2 separate regions of the Sus scrofa genome follow, and region 2 is linked to region 1. A link is a contact called in public HiChIP or PLAC-seq data. All regions are on one chromosome and are shown on one strand. Each heading gives the region's core, a stretch centred on a gene start, on an enhancer-like site or on the middle of the called end of the contact. The rest is flanking DNA. Distances are from core to core; before and after follow the strand shown. Region 1 has its middle 88 kb from the start of MDM1. Region 2 has its middle 14 kb from the start of RAP1B.

Region 1 (5,577 bases), core at 246-2,745:
AAAAGGAGGGGAGTATTGAACGTGATTGACATTGTACCATATGGCTCTGAGAAATTATCATTTTGAGCATAAAACCTTCGATGAAGCTCTTTAAGGGACTCAGTCTTTAGGGAGGGCATTGAGAAGGGCCGAGGGGAGTGGTATGCCTCAACCAAGCCCTGTCCCTCATTCTGCTCAAGGACAGCCTTGACAGCAAACATTCATCAGTTAAGGCTTGACAGCCAGCTTCAGATGGACTGCTTCTGTGAAACCAGTTTGAGGTATTGGTATTAGCATCTTTTGCAGGGGTAGCCTAGAGTCATGCATTTTCTCCTCTCAGAGGAGCCCTCTATATCTATTTGATGTCTGTGATGCATGCTAGTGGGCTTTGGCTCAATGTTAATGATTTTGCTCCCTTTGAAGTCCTGTGAGATTTTATTCCTTTTGGTTTCGAGGAGTTATATGCCCCTGTGATTGCAGCCCAGTCACACTTTTGCTCTGATAAAAAGAAGCGATGGGGGAGGCCTGCTGTGTATCCTCTAACTGATGCTGCTACCAGACACAAGTATTCAGCTTTCCTTTCAGAGAAGGCAAGGGAGGGATTCTGTTTCCAGGTCCCTGGTCATGTGCTGTTACTGTCTGATAAACTGAGAACTCTAAACATGTGCTATTCACGAATAGTCTCTACCTGAAAAAGATCCCTTCTGGCTTAAGTCCAATGGACTAATGGCTGGGGAGACAAAAACGTGGTTAGTGACCTAGCTCTTATTTCTTAACTGTTACATGACAGACCACATTTAAACGATTTTATCAATAGGTATACTTCACCAGCATTTCTGTCAATGCTATCATTTTAATATTTTGAACTAGGGTTTTGTTTACTGGCTGCCCCCACCCACCCCACCCTACCCCCGACACACACACACACACACACACACACACACACACACACACTTCCTTCAATGAAGTAATGGGCTGGTGTAGGAAAACATCTGCTTGAACTGATAATTAAGTTATCAAAATTTCTAATCTACCAAGAAAAATCAGATTTCAGGCAATATTACCAATACTAGCCCAGAAACTCGATTTTCAATCTTCTTGACTCCGAAGAAAAAAGTACCCCTTTTTGCTTTTGCATCTTCCACCTGGGACCCAGATTTTATCTGTGTCAATGACACTCTAAATATAGGATCTTTTAGTGACTCAGGTCAGGCAGAGGCACAAGGAAACTTCCGGCTGGGGCACCAAACCCTCATTCCAGATCCAGTCTTTGAAAGCACCCGAAGCGTCTCAAAATATAATGAGGGCAATGGCAGAAAAAAAGTCTTCAAATCAAAATTAATTTTAATCTACTTTAATTAAATGCCTTTTAGCACTTTGTGGGGATAGATGACGATTGTGTTACAAAATCGAGTCTCTAATCTGGTTTTGTTGCCAAGTGTCAGCTGACCTACTTTAAAGTTGCCCTGCCACACATGGCCTCCACCCACTTCCCCTCCTTCCTGCCCACCACTCCTTCTGACCTCTGTGCTCCCTTTGGGTTCTTTTGGGTCCTTCACAGACTCCTCTTTCTCGTCTCACTCTTCTCTATGGGTGGGGGTCCAGAAGCTGGCTTTGAGGTCCCCTTCTTTCCTTAACCTACGGATGAGACACCCCAGCCTCCTGGCTTCTCCTGTGTCCCTCTCAAAGGGAAACACCCAAATCTCTAGACATGATCTCTCACCAACTTCCCAATTCCTTAAATCCAGGGGAACCACTTGTTCCCCTTTGCGGAGACAGTCCCAATTTATGTCTGTCATTCCAGACAGACTTTGTTATTAATATGCCCACTTTGACTCTCAGCAAGGTCTCAGATGATATATGATTAGTCAATATATTATTTAGTCACCCTACTTAAGATTAAAGATTTCCCCCTGAATATCTTCTTGATCCAACATTTCATCACTACACTTCTTCTTTTTCTGGAACACTGGCCTTCTTTCCCCACAGTCCCACTTCTGTTGGTGGTTCTGCTGCTCTTTCATGGCTCAGAGGCTGGAAGCCTGGGTGCCTTGCTGACCCCTCCCTCCCCATCCCATCTTTATCACACACAGAACCAAGGTCAGAGGAATGGACACAGCTCTTGACTGTGTCACCCACCAGCTCCATGCTCTGTCTCTTTGCCTCGATATGATATTGTCATTTGTAAAACAATGAGGACAATACTTTCTAACAGGGTCTTTACAAGGAATAAATGAAGGTGCTTTTAAGGGGTCCCCACCACTGTGCCTGATACAACTGATAGCTTTTTAGTCACATTCATTCAACACGTGTTTATTGAGCAGCTCCTAAATGCTAGGCCTCCAGGTCCTGTGGGTGCATCAATGAGCAAGACAGTCAAAGATATCTGACCTCGTAGAGCTAACATCCTAGTGGAGAATGAGACAATGAACAAATAAAGAACTGGTGTCAGACAGGGATAAGGAAGGAAAAGGCAAGCAGAGTAAGGCAGGTGGAAAGTGCCAAGGTGAATGAAGACGGTTGCTATTTTCAGTACATTGATCAAGAAAGATGTCCCTAACAAGGTGACATTTGAGCAGAGACCAAAAGGAGGTGAGGGAACTAGCCCCGCAGATATTTAAGGGAAAAACAGGCACAGACAAGTTCCCTGGGGCAGGCCAGGTCTGATATATTTGAAGACCAGGATGGATGACAGCTTTGTGCAATGCAGAGGATAAGTGGATTCCCAGTTGGGGGGTAAAGTCAGAGGTAACGAGAGCCCAGTGGTGCAGTCCTTGCAGACCCTTATGAGGAAGGAGTTCAGCTTGTCCTCTGAGCGAGGCAGGAGCTGTTGGACAGTATGTGCAAAGGAGCAAATGTTTAGACATAAGGCTGCAAGAGGTGAGGCCAAAAACAGAGAAGGGTTAAGAAGAGCTAAGGCAATCGAAGCAAGAGTTGATGCCCTGGACCAGGGTGGTGGCAGCAGAGGGGGTGAGAAATGGACGTTGTTCCTTTGAAGTCTCAGATTTCCCGTGGCATTTCAGTCACAGCCACAGCCCTGGCCCTGGCCTTCATCACCTAGCACCCAATTACTGCAATAAGCCCCTCTGGGTCCTCACTGGGCCTCCTGTCCCTGTTTCTCCTTCTCTGACTGTCATCACATCACTTCCCTGTTCAGGAAAAGCAACTGTGCCCTAGCAGTTATGCACCAAATCCAATCTCCTCCCCCAGCTCTCTAGACCTTCCACTGGGTTCTGTATATTCAATATTCTTTCCTACCATAGCCAGTCCCAACCAGTGATCTACAAATTCAGTAGCAACTCAGACAGTACCTGGCCTCCTAAATGACCAAGAGATCTGTTATTCAATATGCTATTTAAAATTCATAGTTCTTCTATTGGAACCTACTACCAGGTATGTATTACAACAACAGATGATAAAAGCCAATATTAAGTGTTTACTAAGTGCCAGACACTAATCTAAAACCTTTATAAACAACAACTCCTTTAATCTTTACAACACCCCTATGAGGTGGATACTGTTATTATCCCCAATTTTACAGATAAGGAAACTGAGACACAGAAAGGTTAAATAAATTGCCCTACCTCACAAAGCCTATAATGGGAAGAGGTGGGTGTGGAGCTGGGATTTGAATCCAGAAAGGCCAACTCCAGGGTCAGGAATCTTAGCCAAACCCTCTATTGTCTACCAAATTTCTTAATGTGAATTGTTAAACTGTAAGCATGAGTAGCACAAAATTCTCATTACCACCCCCAGGCCTTGGCTTAGCCTCTTCGCCTCCCCTCCTCACCTAGCTCCACCTTGCCAAATCCCACCCAGCTCTCAAGTAACTCAACTTCCCTCTTCTATAAACCTTCTCTAAACATATTAGACCTCGCTGACCTTTCCTTCTCCTAGCTATTTGAAATCCATTGCAAATCACCATGTTTTCTATTTGTTTTTCTTGTATATTCCCAACTACACTGCAAGCTGCTTATGTAGCACAGCTATAAATTATATCTCTTTTTATATCTTCACAGAATGTAAAGCAATCGTGGGCCATTCAGCTCAACAGACATTTTAAAATAAAGCCTTCAGTGAATCAGCTATTGCATAGGTCCTGGAGAAACAGTCAAGGCAGTGCTCATTCACCCTTCTTGCCCAGTTGGGAGGTTCCAGGAAAATGCTTCCTGAAACATAATCATCTATTACAATCAATCCTTTTGTTATAAATGCCATCAGTGACACTAGGTCCCACAAGAGAATCTAACAGGCCCACCGTGTGATAGTTTTCCAAACAGCTAAGGCTATTTGCAGGATGCACAGGTTGGGTTGAATGGTATGTAGGGCTGCAAGCACCACTCTTCCCGAGGCAGAACTCGGATATGTGGGATGGTATCCTCTGCAGAATGTAATGTGGTGCGTGGTCCAGTAGTTGCTCTAAAATATAGACACACTTCAAATTCACATATTGCAGACTTCATTGATTCATGGAATTGTAAAAGAGTAAGGGATTTTGGGAATCATTTGACACAAGTTTCATACTTGAGCTCAGTGGAAACCAAAGCCCAAGAGGGATTAAGTGTAGAGCTCCGGGTAGATCCTATATTCTTTGACCCCTAATTTAAAGTGCTTTCTACCTCATGCCCAACATTCACCAAACTAGCAGCCTTTAAAGACCACCTTTGACATGTGGGTACCCAAAGAAAATCTACACATCATCATATTTGCTTGTTTATTTTTTTGGTATAATTTCAGTACCAACTCAAGCACTTTGAGTATCATCTTATTTAGTCCTCATAATAATCAGGAGAAGAATCATTAAACCCATTTTGTGGATGATAAACTGAGACCCAAAGAAGTCAAAAGACTGGCCTATATATAGCTTATGTAGTTAATAACGAGCAGGACCAGAATTTTAACATAGTATCGCTCTAAACTCTTGCTCTTGCTGCTATGCCATGCTGTTTCCACGCTCCAAAAATTAGTCAGGTGTCAGTCATAAAAAAGGGGATTGGAAAAGTAGATGGACAAATTCAGAGGTTCAAGGAATTAACATGTACAGAGAAGTGGGGTGCTCAACCATGGACACAATGTCCTTCATCTCTGACAATCGTGGCTTCTCGCTCTTTCCTCCCTCAGCATTCATGTCTCCATTGCAGCAGAAGCAATGACGGGAGCATTTTCCAGTGCACAGATCAATTCCATTTGCGTGGAGAGGAAAGCTGCTTCTCACATAAGATTGTTTTGCAGCAATGATTCATTCTATCAAAGGCATCACTGCTATCTTTGATATGAACACTATCATCATCAGCCCCTTTGGAATCAATCTTGAAGCCAGGTATCATTTGTTTAGCCTGGTGAAATTCTTCACAGTTCTCTAAACAACTTCACATGCTTCTGGATAACTTGACCCTGTGTTCCTGGGAACGAAAAGGAGTGAGGCACCAATATTTAAATCCTGGAGTGGCTCCAAAGGGTAGTACTTCAAAGAACTCTACACAAGGCAATTTCTTAAAACATGTAAACTTTTACTGCCGATTGACTTATGTTTCTTTGCCAGGGTAGAGATTTATTATCCTTTAAAATGCAATGCTGGACTCCAAATCAGTTGCATGC
Region 2 (5,157 bases), core at 1,540-4,039, 140 kb after region 1:
TTGTCATTAAAGAGAAGGCCCCCAGCCTGCCCTTCTGGAGCCTGCCAAAGTGACCATTGCCAATGGATCAAAACCATTACCAGCAGCAGGGAGCTCCTTGCCTCCACTGTCAGAGGTGCTGCATAGTCACCAGGTCATCTGAGATGCCACCAGTGCAGCCACTAGAAGAGCCAAGGCCAGCCCAAGGAAACCTGGAAAATGGAGAAATGTGTCTTCAGTGCTGGCTTTTGGCTGTCATACAAACAAGACTCTAATCTCTGTGAGAGTGAAGACTATGCCTCTCTTACTCGTTTTTTCCATCCTCACAACACAGTGTATGGTATATAGCTAGTACTCAAGAAACTATTGTTGAATGTGTAGATGATGGATGGATGGACAAATGAATGACTGTTATTCCCTTCAGGTGCTTTACATTAGCATGTTGGCATGAAACAAGCAACAAACCCCCAGGGCTGCTGTCAGGGGAAACATTTGATAGTTTGACACAGGAAATAACTATCAAGCAAATGGGTTTTTTTGTGTTTTTTTTTGTGTGTGTGTGTGTGTGTTTTTTTTTTTTTTTTAGTAAGAGGAGAAGCCTTTTTGATGTTGCACTTAACCTAAAAGTTGTTTTCTTCCTGTCACAGTTAAGGCAATATGACACATTGAGAAAAAGAGAAAAATTCCTGGGTATTCGCAGGCAGCTATAGAAATCAGCACTGGAGAATTTTCTTTGGAGGATGGTTTCTTACACTCTTTTACTCCAGTGATGCTTGAATCTGTAGATAGCAAATAGGAATGGGAAAAGCTAGAGCTATATAAATATAGTTCTTAAAAGGGTCCTTCGCTATAGTTTCAATCCAGAGTACTCTTAAACTCCATTGTCTATACATGATCTATCAGCCCTGATAACAGAAAATCACTACTCTAGGGCGGATCAGTGGCAAGATGGAGTGGGACTGGGCATAAAACATTAAGAAACCAAAATGAGGTTCAGCAAATAGCGTTGGACTAAGAGATTTCTTCTTTCGCCATTATTTTTTTGGCCACCCCCACAACATGTGAAGTTCCCTGGCCAGGAATCAAACTTGTGCCACAGCAGTAACCAGAGCCATAGCAGTAACCAGAGCCATAGACAATACCAGATTCTTAATTCATGGAGCCACCAGGGAACTCCCCTTTAATTATTTTTAGCTATAGTTTTTACTCAATCCAAATGACTGAATATTGGGCAGAAGCAGCTTTATTGAGATTTAACCTATATAAAGCTAAGTTAAATAACCATAAAATTCACCTGTTAACAAGGATATATTTCAATGATTTTAGTAAATTCATGCAATTGTACAACCATCTAGCTTTAGAACATTCCAATCACCTTCAAAATCTGTCATTTCTGTTTGTAGTTAATCCCCACTCCCATGCCCAACCCAGGCAATTACTGTTCTGTTTTTTTGTCTCTGTAATTACCATTTCCAGACATTTCATATACATAGGATCATGCAAGATAAAATCTTAAGTGTCTTTCTTCTTTCACTTTGCATGATATTTTTGAGATTCACATATGTTATGCATATATAATACCACATTCAATTCAACCTGTCAGTGGACATTTGGATTGTGTCCATTTTTTAACTTGATTGTGTTCATAATGATTCTATGAATATTTTTACACAAAAAATGTTTGTGTGAACATGCTATTTCTCTTGGGTATGTACCCAAGAGAGGGATTGCTGAGTCATATGCCAAATTTATGTTTTACTATGTAAGACATTGCCAAACTATTTGCTGAAGTGGGCGCACCATTTTACAGTCCCACCAATGGTGTGTGTGCATTTCCTCACGTGCCTATAATTGATAAACTCAGTATTTTGGATCAGAATAATTTCAAAGAGTTTATAGTGGTGTCTCATTGTGATTTCTAATCTGCATTTTCCAAACCGATGCTGTCACATTTTCATGTGTTTATTAGCCATCCACAAATCTTTGCCTGTGTTTTAATTAGGCAGTTTGTCTTATTGTTGACTTGTAAATGTTCTTTTCTTCTGGACCTAAGTCCTTCATCAGTTATATGGCTTACGAATATTTTCTCTAGAAATATTCTGCTTGTCTATTCATTCTTATAATGACACCTATTAAAGAGCAAAAATTTTAACTTTTGGTGAAGTTCAATTTATCTTTTTTTTCTTTGTGGACTGTGCTTTTGATGTTACACTCATTGTTTCTTTTATTGTTCTTATTTTCTTTGTTTTACTTCTTTTCTTTATATTTTATATTTGTTGCATCTATATTTATGCCTAAGTTCCACTAAGTAGATATTTCATAACAAAGTGTTTATCTGATTGTGTTCCTCTTTTCTTTCATAAAACTGCTTCTTAAAAAAGTCCCACTGAGTATTTTTGAAGTGAAGTGAACCCGTTTGACAATTTCAATGAATATTATGATACCTCAAAGGCCTGGTAGTAATAGCGATTTATCCAGGGCTTACTGTGTGCCAGGCACTGTTTTAAACTTTTTGTGTATTAACTCATTTAATCCTAATGCTCTCAGGTAGTAAGTACTATTTTTATCATCACTCAAGAAGGGAACAAAGACACACAGAGAATAGTTAGGTTGCCCAAGAAGTGGAGGAGCTGGCCTTCAGGCTCAGGCAGTCCAGCTCCAAAGCCAGCACCCTTAACCTCCACAGCCTACAATCTCTAAGCAGTTCCCCCTACAGAGTGACTCCCCAAGTAAGACCTGTTCTTGTGGGGGTATGCGGTGGGTGTCTAATACAGCGTCAGCCCAACCCCTCTTCTCTGGAAACTGTTGCATTTGCCCACACGGAGAGGGAGGGTTCCTGTTTCTGTTGTGTGCATTTCTCCCTGAATCAATCCCTGCCCCTTCCCACACACAGCCATTGCTGCTTAAGCCAACTGTGGTCACCTAAGCTGAAATATCACACTCTCCCTCTCACTTGAGGCTTGAGATGTATTGGAACTGGGAATTAGGAGCCAAGCCTAGTCATTGAATTGCTCTAGGCTGAGACTTACCTCTACCAAATGCCACTCCAGTCCCTGGATTTCCCTTGGCTCCTCCCTGCCTGGGTCCTGGCTGTCCCATGAGTCCACAGTTCCCTGAGACACCTCGGCGGTATTCTTCTTCTTCTTCTTTTTTTTTTTTTTTTTTTTTTTTTTTTTTTTGCTTTTTAGAGCCGCACTTGCAGCATATGGAAGCTCCCAGCCTAGGGGTCAAATCAGAGCACGGGATCTGAGCCATGTCTGTGACCTACACCACAGCTAAGGGCAACTGCCAGATCCTTAACCCACTGAGAGAGGCCAGGGGTCGAATTTGAGTCCTCATGGATCCTAGTCAGACTCGTTTCCACTACGCCGCAAGGGGAACTCCCTGTATTCTACCAATACATTCCCTTACTGTGTAAGGTAGCTTGGGTCTATATCTGTTACTTGCAACCAACAGACCATCACCACCACAGCAGCTGTGACTGAGGGTCCATAGTCATCCCCATCACTCTGTGGATTTCAGGACCCCTACCCAGAACTGCTGGCCTCACAGAGCCCTCACGGAGCACCAGTGACCCTTGCTTGTCAAGTGACAACTAGCTTATCTGATCAACTAAACTGCTAATGAGAGAGAGAGACACAGGAGACAGAGCTGGAAGAACCTCAGTGCCTCTTCTGACTCCCAGGTAGCGCATGTGTATTGTAATTAACAGGGACTTTTTGAAGACAACGATGCTTCCCCCCCCCCCCAAACCAAGTGGCTTTAATAGTGGCCATTTCAAGTCAGAAAAGAGAAGGGATATTTCTGGGCAATAAGGGCTTTATTATGCCCTCCAATTCGCCTCCTCTGAGTGGCAGCTTTTCCCCCTTAACAGAGGATGGGTTGGCGAGCAAAGAGCCACCATCATAATCCTCCAGTGACAGCAGCAGTTCCAGAAGATGATTTCAGAACTTGAGCAGTTCCAAGAGTGACACTAGCTCCAGTGACAGTACCAAGCAGCAAGAAGTTCTGGTTTGGGGAGTGCGATTTGAGAAAAAGAGCACAGGCACTGGAGCCAAATCAACCTTCATTCAAATTCCAGTTCACTGCTCACATAGGGAAGTTCTGAGCCAGTCTCCTCATCCTTAAAATGCAGTGATGATAGCGACAATGTTGAAGGGTTGCGGATTTGTTTGCAAAAAGCCTGGCACACTGTCTCCTCTGTATTATTCAGGTTTACGCTTTTCCAAAGGCGGCAATTCCATGGCTCTTTCCATTGTTTTTCCCTCACACACACACAGATGCAAAATGATTCACAAAGCAATCATAATTCTGAGCGTAAGATTGAGACATTTCTTAATTATGGTTCTGTTATTATTCAAGTTTGCAGATACATACCCAGTGCCAACTTTCTAGAAAGCCATGATCTAGGCTGAAGTTTCCAGTGGTTGCAACTTGGAGAGTGTCTCTTGGATTATATCTCAAATATCACCAAAAATTGAAAAACTGTCTCACTTCAGAATATTCAAAAATCAGTATTATTTTCCTTGCTAATTATTTGCAGAGAGCTGAGAGAAAGTGGCTGAAAAATGTCATTTCCCCAACATAGAGAAATGCTCTTATCATTACTCCAAAACCTTTATTTTTCCCTCCAAACTTTGCAAACTCGTCAGAACTTCAAGCCATTCATTAGTATCTCTGAATCAGCTACCTTTGTAGCTGATCTAGATACAGAAATCACCCCCCTGGAACCACATAATTAAGAGATCTAAATCTGGAGTAAATTTCCAATACCCTTGGGAAAAATCTATATAATCTAATCTTTAAAAGTGAGTTAAATGTAAATAAATTATTGTAAAATTACAGTAGCTAACATTTATTGAGTGCTGACTATGTGCAAGGCAATGTACAAAGGATTTTAGTTAAATCGTTCTATGTAATTCTCCCAAGCCTATGAAGTACATACAATTACTTTGAGGAGGAGACAGGTTTGGTTAGGAATTGCTGCCCTCCCTGTCATGCATTTAGATACATACTATTCTTATTCCAATTTTTCAGGTGGAGAAACTCAAATTCAGGATGCAGAAATAGGGTGGGTTCTCATAGCTAATGAGTGATGGAGTCAGAATTTTGAACCCAGGCTTTCTAACCTAGAGCCCAAGTTCTTAAGCAATGTTTTTAGTCGTGGTAAAATACGTG

Evidence for each region. HiChIP or PLAC-seq counts read pairs in DNA pulled down with a chosen protein or histone mark.
Region 2: an H3K27ac HiChIP or PLAC-seq map of alveolar macrophages shows a contact between it and region 1. The contact joins two enhancer-like sites. A contact is called at or near these places in 2 of 5 promoter capture datasets (fetal liver and fetal skeletal muscle) and 1 of 2 datasets of contacts at active chromatin or transcription factors (alveolar macrophages).

What each region holds. Positions count from the first base shown.
Region 1 is chr5:32,758,401-32,763,977 of Sscrofa11.1, forward strand. No RefSeq gene overlaps it. Among named protein-coding and RNA genes, the nearest start is that of MDM1, 88 kb to the left of the region's middle. Within about 2 kb of position 1,496, at least 3 of the 83 cell types and tissues checked have an H3K27ac peak or open chromatin away from gene starts, as enhancers often do. A contact at or near this core is called in alveolar macrophages, where this site is marked.
Region 2 is chr5:32,894,007-32,899,163 of Sscrofa11.1, forward strand. No RefSeq gene overlaps it. Among named protein-coding and RNA genes, the nearest start is that of RAP1B, 14 kb to the right of the region's middle. Within about 2 kb of position 2,790, at least 1 of the 83 cell types and tissues checked has an H3K27ac peak or open chromatin away from gene starts, as enhancers often do. A contact at or near this core is called in alveolar macrophages, where this site is marked.